Linked DNA regions of Rattus norvegicus: region 1 is linked to region 2. Evidence: chromatin contacts called from public Hi-C data. All regions are on one chromosome and are shown on one strand. Each heading gives the region's core, a stretch centred on a gene start, on an enhancer-like site or on the middle of the called end of the contact. The rest is flanking DNA. Distances are from core to core; before and after follow the strand shown. Region 1 has its middle 67 kb from the start of Syk. Region 2 overlaps Auh (AU RNA binding methylglutaconyl-CoA hydratase).

Region 1 (5,022 bases), core at 1,638-4,137, 230 kb before region 2:
CAGTACTAGATGTTGTGGATGAGGGCTCTTCTCTCCTGGGAAGAGATTCGCACGTGCTGACAACCTGTAGGAACCTTTTGGGAGAAATTGGGGCGGAGACAATGAGTTGTCAGTGGTTGGTGGAACTACTTAACCTAGAACTTCTTAAGCCTAAACGTAATGTCAAGACCCTGAAGGTGACTTAGGGGGTCTCTGGGTATCTCTTCTCCCTATGTTTCACTAAGACCTGTCTGTTTAACAGGTATACTGAGGACGGGTGGCCAAGCATAGCCTCCGAGGGCTTCCTGGTCCCAGGCTGTAACCCTGACAATCCACCAGCACAGCCCACTGAGCTCCCCGACCCATTCCCAGGACCTATGCATCATTAGCTTCCAAAAGAGCCCTGCCTTTACCTCTGGGCATCTGCATCCAGACAACATGCACATCCTCTGCAGTGGCCATTGCCCGCTTTGGTTAGAGATGTGGCACAGGTAGGGCGATGTCCTGGCATCATCTGGGTGGGGAGGGGTTCCCTCTAGATGTCAGGTTCCTCACCATAAACAGCCTCATGCACTTTCTAGGCCAAGACAGAGAGCAAGATGGGCGAGACGGAAGGGAAATTATGCAGGACACTGCTGATCTTGGTGGAGCCTGCTCTGCACAGGCAGCTACCAAAGCAGCCTGTGTGGCAGCCCTGGGCTGGCTGCTATCAGAGACTTGTGATGCCCTAGGTTTGTTTTCTGATCCCACAAGAATAAGCACCGAGAGGTAGGAAGTCCTATCTCATAGGTGCCTGGTCTCTCAAAAGCCCCAGGAACAGAGCCATCTCTGCACTTGGGGGTGGGGAAGTGTGCTTTGAAGATAAAAGATGAACATTATCATTATCAGCCTTCCTCAGAGGGACTAGGGAATCACTGGACACACATACACATAAACACAAACACACAGACACATATACACACATACAAACACACAGCCACACAGACACACACACATATAGACACACATAGACACAGACAAACACACAGACACATACATATACATACGCATACAGATATATAGACACACATATAGACAAACACAGAGACACACATACACACACAGACACACAGTCACATGCACACACACACACAAAGACAAACACAAATAGACACACCATACACAAACACACACAGACACATATACACACACATACAGACACACAAACACACACACATATATAGACACACATACACACAGAGACACATACAGACACATTCAAATATAGACACACATAGACTTAGACAAACACACAGACACACACATATATACACACACACATACAGATACGCAGACACACATTTAGACACACGCAGAGACATACACACACACAGACACATACAGACACAGCCACACAGTCATACACACTCTCACACAGTGTGTGTGTGTGTGTGTGTGTGTGTGTGTGAGTGAGAGAGAGAGAGAGAGAGAGAGAGAGAGAGAGAGAGATGGTAGGGCATGGAAGGGGGAAGAGAGACCAAAAGAAGCAACATTAAAGATGTACACGCAGATATACAGAAAGAGAAAGAAGCAAGGAGACAAGTGCGGTGTAGGGGAAACCCTGGGGAAGTTTTCCACAGCAGAAGACTTGGGCAATTTGCTGGCTGTGTCCTGTTCTAGTAGAGACTTGTTCTAACTCTAAAGGGGGCATTCCTCTGAGGAGTGGGAGCTGAGAGCCGAGGTGATGTCTCACAAAGTCCCAGCCACTCTTCGACATGCCAACAATTGGTGGGAGCAGCTGGGCCCCAGTTCTCAGAGCCCCTCCCTAGGTTTGGAGAAAACCCTATGAACTTCCCTTTAGCTGTTCAATCAGCAACAGTTGTAACAGTGGAGGTGGGGGAACACTGATGTGACACTATCTTCAGGACTGATCGGAGTGTCCCCATATCCTGCCCTAGTATCTATCTTTCTGGCCACAACCAGTCACCAGGACACCCAGCACCCACTCTGAGCCTGCATAGGAGAAGTACCTTGGCCACCAGCTCGGGGTGTTTTCTTGGCACCGCTGTACTGTGAGCCCCTCAGAAAGTGCCACACAACAGCAGGAGTTCAAGCCCAATGCTCAACCCTGAGCTCCTTGCCTTGCACCAGGGTTTCCAGGGCCCCTTGTATGACCCTTGGCCCCGGAACCTGCTGTCCCTGTAACACTTCTGGCCAGCCCTCCTGCATGTGTCCGGGGTATACCTGAGAAATGGGTCATACAGATAAGGCCATCCTAAAGCAGGATAGGTCACACTGATGACATGAAGTGATGACCAGAAGGTGGCCATTCCCTCTTCCGGTTCACTTCTTTTAGCCTGGACCATGTTAAAAAGCAAGCATTACCAGGAAGTCGGAGGATATGGGAGGAAGAAGAGCAAGATGAGAGCAAGAAGGAAGGCTCGATCATAGCACCAAGCCCCTTACACAAAGGTGGGTGTGCCTGGCCAGTGGGCCCCTCTCCATGCTGGACAGGAACACCCTCACCAACTCAGAAGAACCACCAACTCAGAAAGTCAGCACAACTTTTCGGGAGTCGCCTGTCGGTGCTATTCTGCAGGTGTCCAGTAGGTGGCAGTAGATCCTCGGACAGGAGTTGCCACCCGGTCGGCGGGCAGAAAATGGAGCCGCTTCCTCCTTTACCAAGTACCTGTTTGAACAAGAGTCAGCGCTGCCAAGTGGATACACGGCAGGAATCACATTCCAGCAGGTGCAGAAATAATATACAAGGAAGCGATTTCTAACCTTGGACATCAAAGTACTGCGGAGAAGGAATTTAAACGGACCTCTTTATTTACTCTTTTTAAAATCTACTCGGAGCTGAGGTGGCGGGTGGCTCAGTCGGTAGACAGCTTGCCTAGTGTGTTCAAAGCCCTAGGTTTGTTTTAGTCCGAGTCCTGAATAAAAAATAGTGTACGATTGCTCTGCTACATAATATAGACAAGGCCTGACTGGGCACATGAGGCTCTGTCTCAAAAGGGGGTTGGGGAGTCCACCTTGCACTAAATTAAAATAGAGTCAGTCATCTTGGGGCCTCTGATGGGCAATGGTGGGGTGCGGACTAAGCTAGAAGGACCCGCACTTCCCAGTCTATTAGTTTTGCCCCCAGAGTCCCGTGATTAATGGAACCTTCGGACATTTCCCACGAAGCCAGCCGTCTCGAAGACAGCATGGATGTTCAGTCTCGCTAATGGCACTCAGATAACCTGGGATTTTGACCAAGGGAGAGTGCTTTAAAAAAACAAAGCCGTGAGCTTGTGTGTCGCTGACTGACTCACGAATCATTCTGGACCAGAAGATTCGTGCTTAGAGCACGCAGGAGGCAGGGGGATGGCTGTGCTATATGAGCCCAGCCTGTGCTTTCGAGGTAAGGAAATGGCACCAAGCACATCTGAGACGCTTTCAGATGGGAACGAGCTGAGACACTGGCTCCAAGCTGTGCCCCGCCTCCACCCCGGTCCTTCTCCCGCTCCCAGCACCTTCTCACGCTCGGGCATGCTAGCTGTGTTGAGAAAACCACAAGACAGGGACAGCTAATGTCTCTCCTTGATTTTGAGACATGAGTCAAACCAAAAGTGAGCAACCCTCCTGACACAACCAAGAAAATATCTGAGAAATGCCAGGGAGATCGGCAGTGCCTGGGTGGTGCAGACGCGTTTGTCTGCACAGACTCTCCTTTCACTAACTGGGACCAAGGCCTAACGGTGGTGCTGCGAGGGAGAAAGGGGCTAGCCTGGGCGCATCACACCGAGGCCAAGCTTATTGTTCAGTGTTTCAAATAAATCACTACTGCCCTGGAGATTCTCCTTGGGACTTAGATGTCCCGAATGAACGCCATCTGTCTAGAGCCGTCTCTCTTATGACGAGGTATTTCAGTCACGTTTCTGTCACTGTGACCATAATATCTGACATGGCAGCTTAAGGAGGAAAGATGACTTTTGGCTCTCAGTTTGGGGGGCTGTGGCTCATGAAGGGCCCACTGAGGAAAAGGCAGGGCAGAGGAGCTCAGTCGCTGACAGGCATAACAGATGGAGGATCCTGTTCATGTCGTGGAGAACCAGAAGATGAAGAAAGCCTGTGACCTAGGGACTGTCATAAGCCCTGAAGGCCTGCCCTCACAACCTAATTTTACTGCTTAGGCCTCACCTCGTAAAAGCTCCATGGTCTCTCTACACAGTGCCACCAGCTGGGACCAACATTCAGAATGTCTGTGGGAGACATCCAAGATTAAAACCATGTCCCTAGGGATCCTAGATCAGAGATCAAAGGGTGGACATGGGATGGTGCCGCGGTGGCAACATTTTTCTTTTTCCCCATTCTTCTGACTGAATGCTCTGCTTGGCTTAAAAGTCTTCGTGCCGGAGGGAGCGAGATGATTCCAGCACAGGGCAAGAACATGGCTGCCTGGAAGTGAAGACTTTCTCTGACCCCTTTGGGTTCCTTCATAATTCTGAGTTAACATACTAAAAAAGTGACTGCTAGGGTGACAGATCTAATCTCCCTAGAGAAAAAGGAAGCTGTCACAAAAGAGGTGGCGAGGAGTCTGCCTGGGGCACAGGAAAACCTGAACACATCTCAACGTTACTATGCCTTGCACACAAAGTCAAGGACTGTGGCATTATAATAAAATTATCTCTTATATTCTATGAACTTTTGCTGGACCTCACAGCTCGAGTTAATAATGCACCTCGAGGTCACTTAAGACTTAAGGCTGCTATCCTACTGTTTAGTCAAACTGTGTGTTTAGTCTGCCTCTAAGAGAACGCTGTAATAACCAACCTTGCTTGCCCGGGATTTCCCATGGAATCAGCTTTTACAAGCTAGGCTAACACAGAGCTGCAATCTTAAGTTATGTACTCCTCTGTGGCCCCAACCAGGAACGAGACGCGGGCATATCCTTTGCTGCAAACAACAAATGCAGAAGTTGGAATTAACTTCCTAAAATCTGCCATAAAGGTGGAGAGCATCCATTTATGGATGTTGGTGGATAAACACTGATGTTTGTCGTCTGGGACAGTCAGGACC
Region 2 (5,617 bases), core at 1,355-3,854:
AAAGCCCACTCCACAAGACAGAATGCAGGCTGGATACTGCTAAGTGGGCCCCAAACCTATGGCTGGCTAGGTCGTAGGCCACAGGGGGGAAGCTGACACTGTGGCTGCAAAAGGCCATAGTAATAAAGGCCCCTCCACTCTAATCTTTAAAGCCGAAGATTAGTGCATCTCTCAGCCTTCGTCAACGGGCCTTCATTTTGCAGTAGATGAAGATTAATAGACCCACAACTGGTCAATGTGTGGAGAATAAGACTCAAAATAAAACATCCATATCATAGCCCCAAAGCTCAGACATCACTGTGGAAGAAAAACTGTAAGCCAGAGGCTGTGGATGTCTGCGGCCAAACACTGGCTGGACATGACAGGGACACTGCACACATGAGCATGGGTGGGGGACGGACCCGGGAACTCCCACTTCTAGCAACTGATAACTGCTGGGAGTCAGAGGGAGGTCATTTTTCTTCAAGGATGCAGGCTCTAAAAGCCTGTTCCAGTAGGTGGTCCTTGCTGTGCACTGAAGTGGGGGAGCACACAGGAGGTTGAGAGAGAAACTGTACTATTAACCTCTCCTTGCTGGAGAAGCAACTGATATTCTACAGTGTGCTGGAGGGCAGCGCTTTAATCCACTGGGTCCTTGACATCAAGGCTACCCTCACTTGGTTCTCAAGCTGGACAGAGGAAGAGTGGCCTGTGTGACAGACAGTCCTTCCTCCCAAGCCTTCTTTCCAAACAACAGAGCAGTGGCCAGTTCCTACACACAGGGATGAGTGGGACTCGGTAACCTTCAGGAGCTGCATAGACTTTACAAGAGGCCAAGAAATGAGCCTGTGTTGCTATGTACGAAATAGACAACCTTGCTTCTCTTCCCCAGGCCAAAGAAAACATTCTCGTTCATAAAATTCCTAGAAAGGGGTTATTTTTATGACAGACTAACAATAAAATCTGTCCTATTAATATTTGTAAACCTTTTGCTAGTGAATACTTTTTGAAACATTTTAGTGTGTGTGTGTATGTGTGCGTGCGTGTGTGTATGTGTGTGTGCGTGTGTGCGTGTGTATGTGTGTGTGTGTGTGTGTGTGTTGGCGGGGCTGGGCACAAGAGGGTAGCTGCCTGCAGAGGCCAGAGGTATCTGAGCTCCCTGGAGCAGGGGTTATGGGTGATGTGGTGCCAGCACTGATCTGAGGCAGACTGTCTTCATAGCCAGACTGTCACACACAAAAACAGACAAGTGTGATGTGGGGTCAGTTAGTGAGTACAGCCCCCAACCACCAATGTAAGAAATGGGGTAAAAAAAAAAAAAAACGGGCTGAAGTCTGGCTTGGGGGAAGGAGCAGAAACATTGGCCTCAGACACAGAATCTGAAATCAGGTGGTACAAATAGTAATCCTTTCCAATTATGATCAAACATTATTTAATTATCAAAAATATTTTTAAATGTGAAGCTTATGTTTTGAGGAGTTAATGTTTCCAAAGAGAATACAAGTTTAACTTGCAACTCTTAAGAAACATAGAACACACCATGGTAAGCACACAGGGCAAGGAAAGAGGAACTGTGTCCGCCCCACGCCTGGGACTTCCAAACAGTATGACAAATCAGAGTGGCAGAAGGCTGGCTATAAAGCGCTTCCCACCACAAAATGATTTCATTAGAATAGCTTAATCTACTCAGTATTTTTCAATACTATAGATTCGGAAGCCATACGCCCTTGGAAAGGCAGACTGTCAGCACAGAGGCCCGAGAGAATACCCAGAAGGCAGCTGTGAATGCTACAAAGGAATCGAGGCAGGAAATGAGATGCCAGGGCCATAGCTCCAGCGAGAAACCGTGACTCAGCGTATTACGAAACAGTGGGATCAGATACTATTTTGAGTTTCACTCCAGGAAGTGAGCCAGGTATGACAAGGAAGATAATAATCCTTTGAAATGCTCCTAAAAATATAATTAGAGCAATAATTAAAGAGTGGAGCTATTTTGAGAAGAAAAGGCATGGTAGGTGGTGGACCTCAGAGCCCACAGCACACCCGGGCCCAGCGAGAATGGAGTCGGCGCAGGACCAGAGGTGCTGGGGCTACTCTCTGCTCCTCAGGCAGAGGTTAATTGTAAGGCTCAAGAAAGGCAAACAATCTGATTGTGAGGAGAAGGCTAGTGCTGGTTGTGTGACTTTTAAACTAGGTTCTGCTTAGGGACTAGCATTCTGGTGTCAGCCAGATGACTCAGTGGGTAAAGGCACTTGAGCCAGCGCTGACCATCTAAGCTCCATTCCTGGGACCCATGTGGTGGAAGCAGAGAATTAATACCCTGGCCTTCACATAAGACAAAAATAAAATGTAATTTTAAACAATTAAAAAATCTACTACTGCTATACAAGCCAGCAAGGTCAGAAAGGTCTATAGATGTTATGATGAAGTCTGAATACCAAAATCAAGAATAGACATAAAATTCCTATTAACAGAATCACAGCAAATTCCTAATTATCTCTAGGTCCAGTTAAAACTGTATTTTTGACTTAAGATGTCTTCTCCCTTCCCTCTAACTTCTGGAGAAACCACAAGAACAGAACAAAGCAGTCCCTGAGCAAAGCTGACAGGCTGGGTAGGCTCTGCTGGAGGCTGGCCCAGGACTGCCACACAGGGTGCTGGATGCCAGCAGGCGTGCCCCAGAGAAACGCCAGCACCCTCAATCGAGAGATACCAGATCCAAGACTGGAAGTCTCAGCCACCTCAATCCTACAGACACAGGCAGCCCCCTATCTCACCTAAATGCTAACACTAGGTTACATTCAAGTAAAGGGAAGCAGCTCTGGAAGGCTCTGGTGTTCCTCACAGAGGGGAATTCTGTTAACAGCCACCTCCTGAGGGCCAGCTCTCCCTCCTCACACCGGTATACAGGGCCCATCCTCCTCACAATGATATACAGGGCCCATCCTCCTCACACCTGTCTACAGGGCCCATCCTCCTCACACCTGTCTATAGGGCCCATCCTCCTCACACCTGCACACAGGGCCCATCCTCCTCACACCTGTCTACAGGGCCCATCCTCCTCACACCTGTCTACAGGGCCCATCCTCCTCACACCTGTACACAGGGCCCATCCTCCTCACACCTGTACACAGGGCCCATCCTCCTCACACCTGTACACAGGGCCCATCCTCAGATGGAGGGAAAACCATCTCCTAACAAAGTAAGCCAGAGGACAATCATAAAGGGCTGATGCCCCTGCGGGGTGGAATGTAAAGACCAGGCAGGCACGGGGTAGAGGGGGTTAGGGGGAGCCACAGTGTGGGACAGGCCAGAAAACTGACCTGAGATCAGTCCTTAGAACTCATACTGGGCAGCTCACAACTGCCTGGAACTCCAGCTCTAGGGGACCCAGCACCCTCTTCTGGACTCAAAGGGTATCTACACACACACACACACACACACACACACACACACACACACACAGCACAGCAGCCAAACCCGAGGAAAACCTTTATAAGGCAGTGCGAGCAAAGCGAGGAGCCCTCATGTGTACGCCGGTGTCTTGTGTAAGACTCAAAGACCAGCATAACAGCAATGACCACACAGGAAAAGACAGCAGCTGCCGAGAAACTATCAGAGCCTACAATAAACACAGCATCGGGTGTTCCTTATGGAATCAGAAGGATAGAGAGACCAATGAGAATTGAAGTGAGGGGCTGGGGATTTAGCTCAGTGGTAGAGCTCTTGCCTAGGAAGCGCAAGGCCCTGGGTTCGGTCCCCAGCTCCGAAAAAAAAAAAAGAACCAAAAAAAAAAAAAAAAAAGAGAATTGAAGTGAATTCCCCCTTTTTTGGTCTTGACGAATTCCAGAGTGGTACTCTGGAACGGCAGAAGTTGGCAGTTAAACTCGTGGCCCAGGCTAAAATAGCACAGTGGCCAGGTGGCAGTAGCACCCACCTTTAATCCCTGTACTTGGGAGGCAGAGGCAGGCAGATTTCTGAGTTCAAGGCCAGCCTGGACACAGAGTGAGTTCCAGGACAGCCATGGCTACACAGAGAAACCCTGGGAGGGAGGGAGGGAGGGAGGGAGGGAAGCAAGCAAGCAGGCAGGCAGAGGCTCATGGCCAAGAATCACGATATGCACAGCAGCCAGCAGACTCAACAAGACAACGGTGCAAGGAAAGCTTCATAAAGAAGCTACATAATTCCTAAATGCTCACCCTTCCTTCCCATGATTCTCCCTTGGCCTTCAGACACAGGCAGAAGACACAGTGAGCACAAAGTCTGCAAATTCAGAACTATTCTTCACTGAGAGGCTCTCAGCACAACATGGTTAAAACAAAAGCCAAGTTATCCAGTAGCAACTCACATGGAAACACGGAAGCACTCGGCTTCAGCCTGCATAGCAACATAGCTGTGGCACCACCCAGCTGAGGTGCTGAATAAAGGGGGACAAAAGTCAGACACCTACGTGGTGAGTAGATCTGAATGTCAACAAGAATCGCAGCTACTCAGCTGCAACAGTGCAGGAGACAGAGCTCCTGTCGGCTGCAGCCTCCTTAACACTGGAGTTAAAATGAACATAAACGGTTAAGTGTATAAATGACAGCATTTAAAACTCAGTCACATTACTCCTGCCTTATGACGTCATACCAGAGGCCCTGACCCTAGTAACGGAGACTATAACTAAATCATGGTGAGTCGGTGCTACACTCTACAAAGGAACCTGTGAGAGGAAACTTTCCAAGTAATCTCTCTGAGAGACTATCAACAAAATGCAAGTGTGTGCATTCGCGTGCACATGCAGGTGAGGAGGGTGTCTGTGTGGAGGTCAGACAACCGGCGAGAGTCGATTCTCTTCTTCCACCATATGGATTTGGGATACTGAACTCCGAACCTCTGCCCACAGAGCCATCTTTCCAGGGAGAGCTATAATTTTATAATGCACCTCAGGCCTCTATGTCTGGGTGTTCTGAGGTATACATCCTCCTCCTGAGAGCGAGACAATTTGCAAGTCTGTGACGACTAAGGCTAAATCCAGTCAGCAAACTCCTAAAGCAATAATTCTCTACCTGTGGGTCATGACCCCTTTGGGGTTCAAACAACCCTTACACAGGGGTCAACCAAAGATCATCACAAAACACTGATATTTATGTTAGGATCCATAACAAAATTACAGTTATGACATTGCAACAAAAAATGATTTTATAGCTAGGGGTCACCACAATATGAGGAATTGTGTTAAAGGGCCACAGTGTTAGAAAGGATAAAAACCACTACCCTAGAATGTGAGGGAATTTTTTAAATTTAAATTCTTTTTTCACACAATATATTTTGATTGTGTTTTCCTGTCCATCAACTCCGAGATCCTGCCCACCTCCCTACCTACCCAATTTCATGCTTGCTCTCTCTAAATCATTCCTTCCTTCCTTTAGCACCACCCTCCAAAACTCAGTAAGTCAAAAAAATGCAAAACAGAAAGTTCACGTAAAAATGACAGACAGACAGACCATTAAGTTCATTTGTGTTGGTCAACCATTCCTGGGCATGGGGCCCGCCTGGAGCGTGGCCATTATGTCGGGGGGGGGGGGGGGGGGGACACTGTGCTGTAGGAAACTGATTCTCCTTTCCCAGCAGGTATCAGCTGTGAAGAGCTTCT

The links. A called contact is a pair of places that touch in the nucleus more often than the background predicts.
Region 1: a contact with region 2 is called in a Hi-C map of the A7r5 cell line, with 2.8 times the contacts expected there. The contact joins two enhancer-like sites. A contact is called at or near these places in 2 of 12 Hi-C or Micro-C datasets (the A7r5 cell line and liver).

What each region holds. Positions count from the first base shown.
Region 1 is chr17:12,743,531-12,748,552 of GRCr8, reverse strand. No RefSeq gene overlaps it. Among named protein-coding and RNA genes, the nearest start is that of Syk, 67 kb to the left of the region's middle. Within about 2 kb of position 2,887, at least 8 of the 93 cell types and tissues checked have an H3K27ac peak or open chromatin away from gene starts, as enhancers often do. A contact at or near this core is called in the A7r5 cell line, where this site is marked.
Region 2 is chr17:12,516,303-12,521,919 of GRCr8, reverse strand. The region is part of intron 4 of Auh (AU RNA binding methylglutaconyl-CoA hydratase); the gene reads right to left. Among named protein-coding and RNA genes, the nearest start is that of Auh, 38 kb to the right of the region's middle. Within about 2 kb of position 2,604, at least 28 of the 93 cell types and tissues checked have an H3K27ac peak or open chromatin away from gene starts, as enhancers often do. A contact at or near this core is called in the A7r5 cell line, where this site is marked.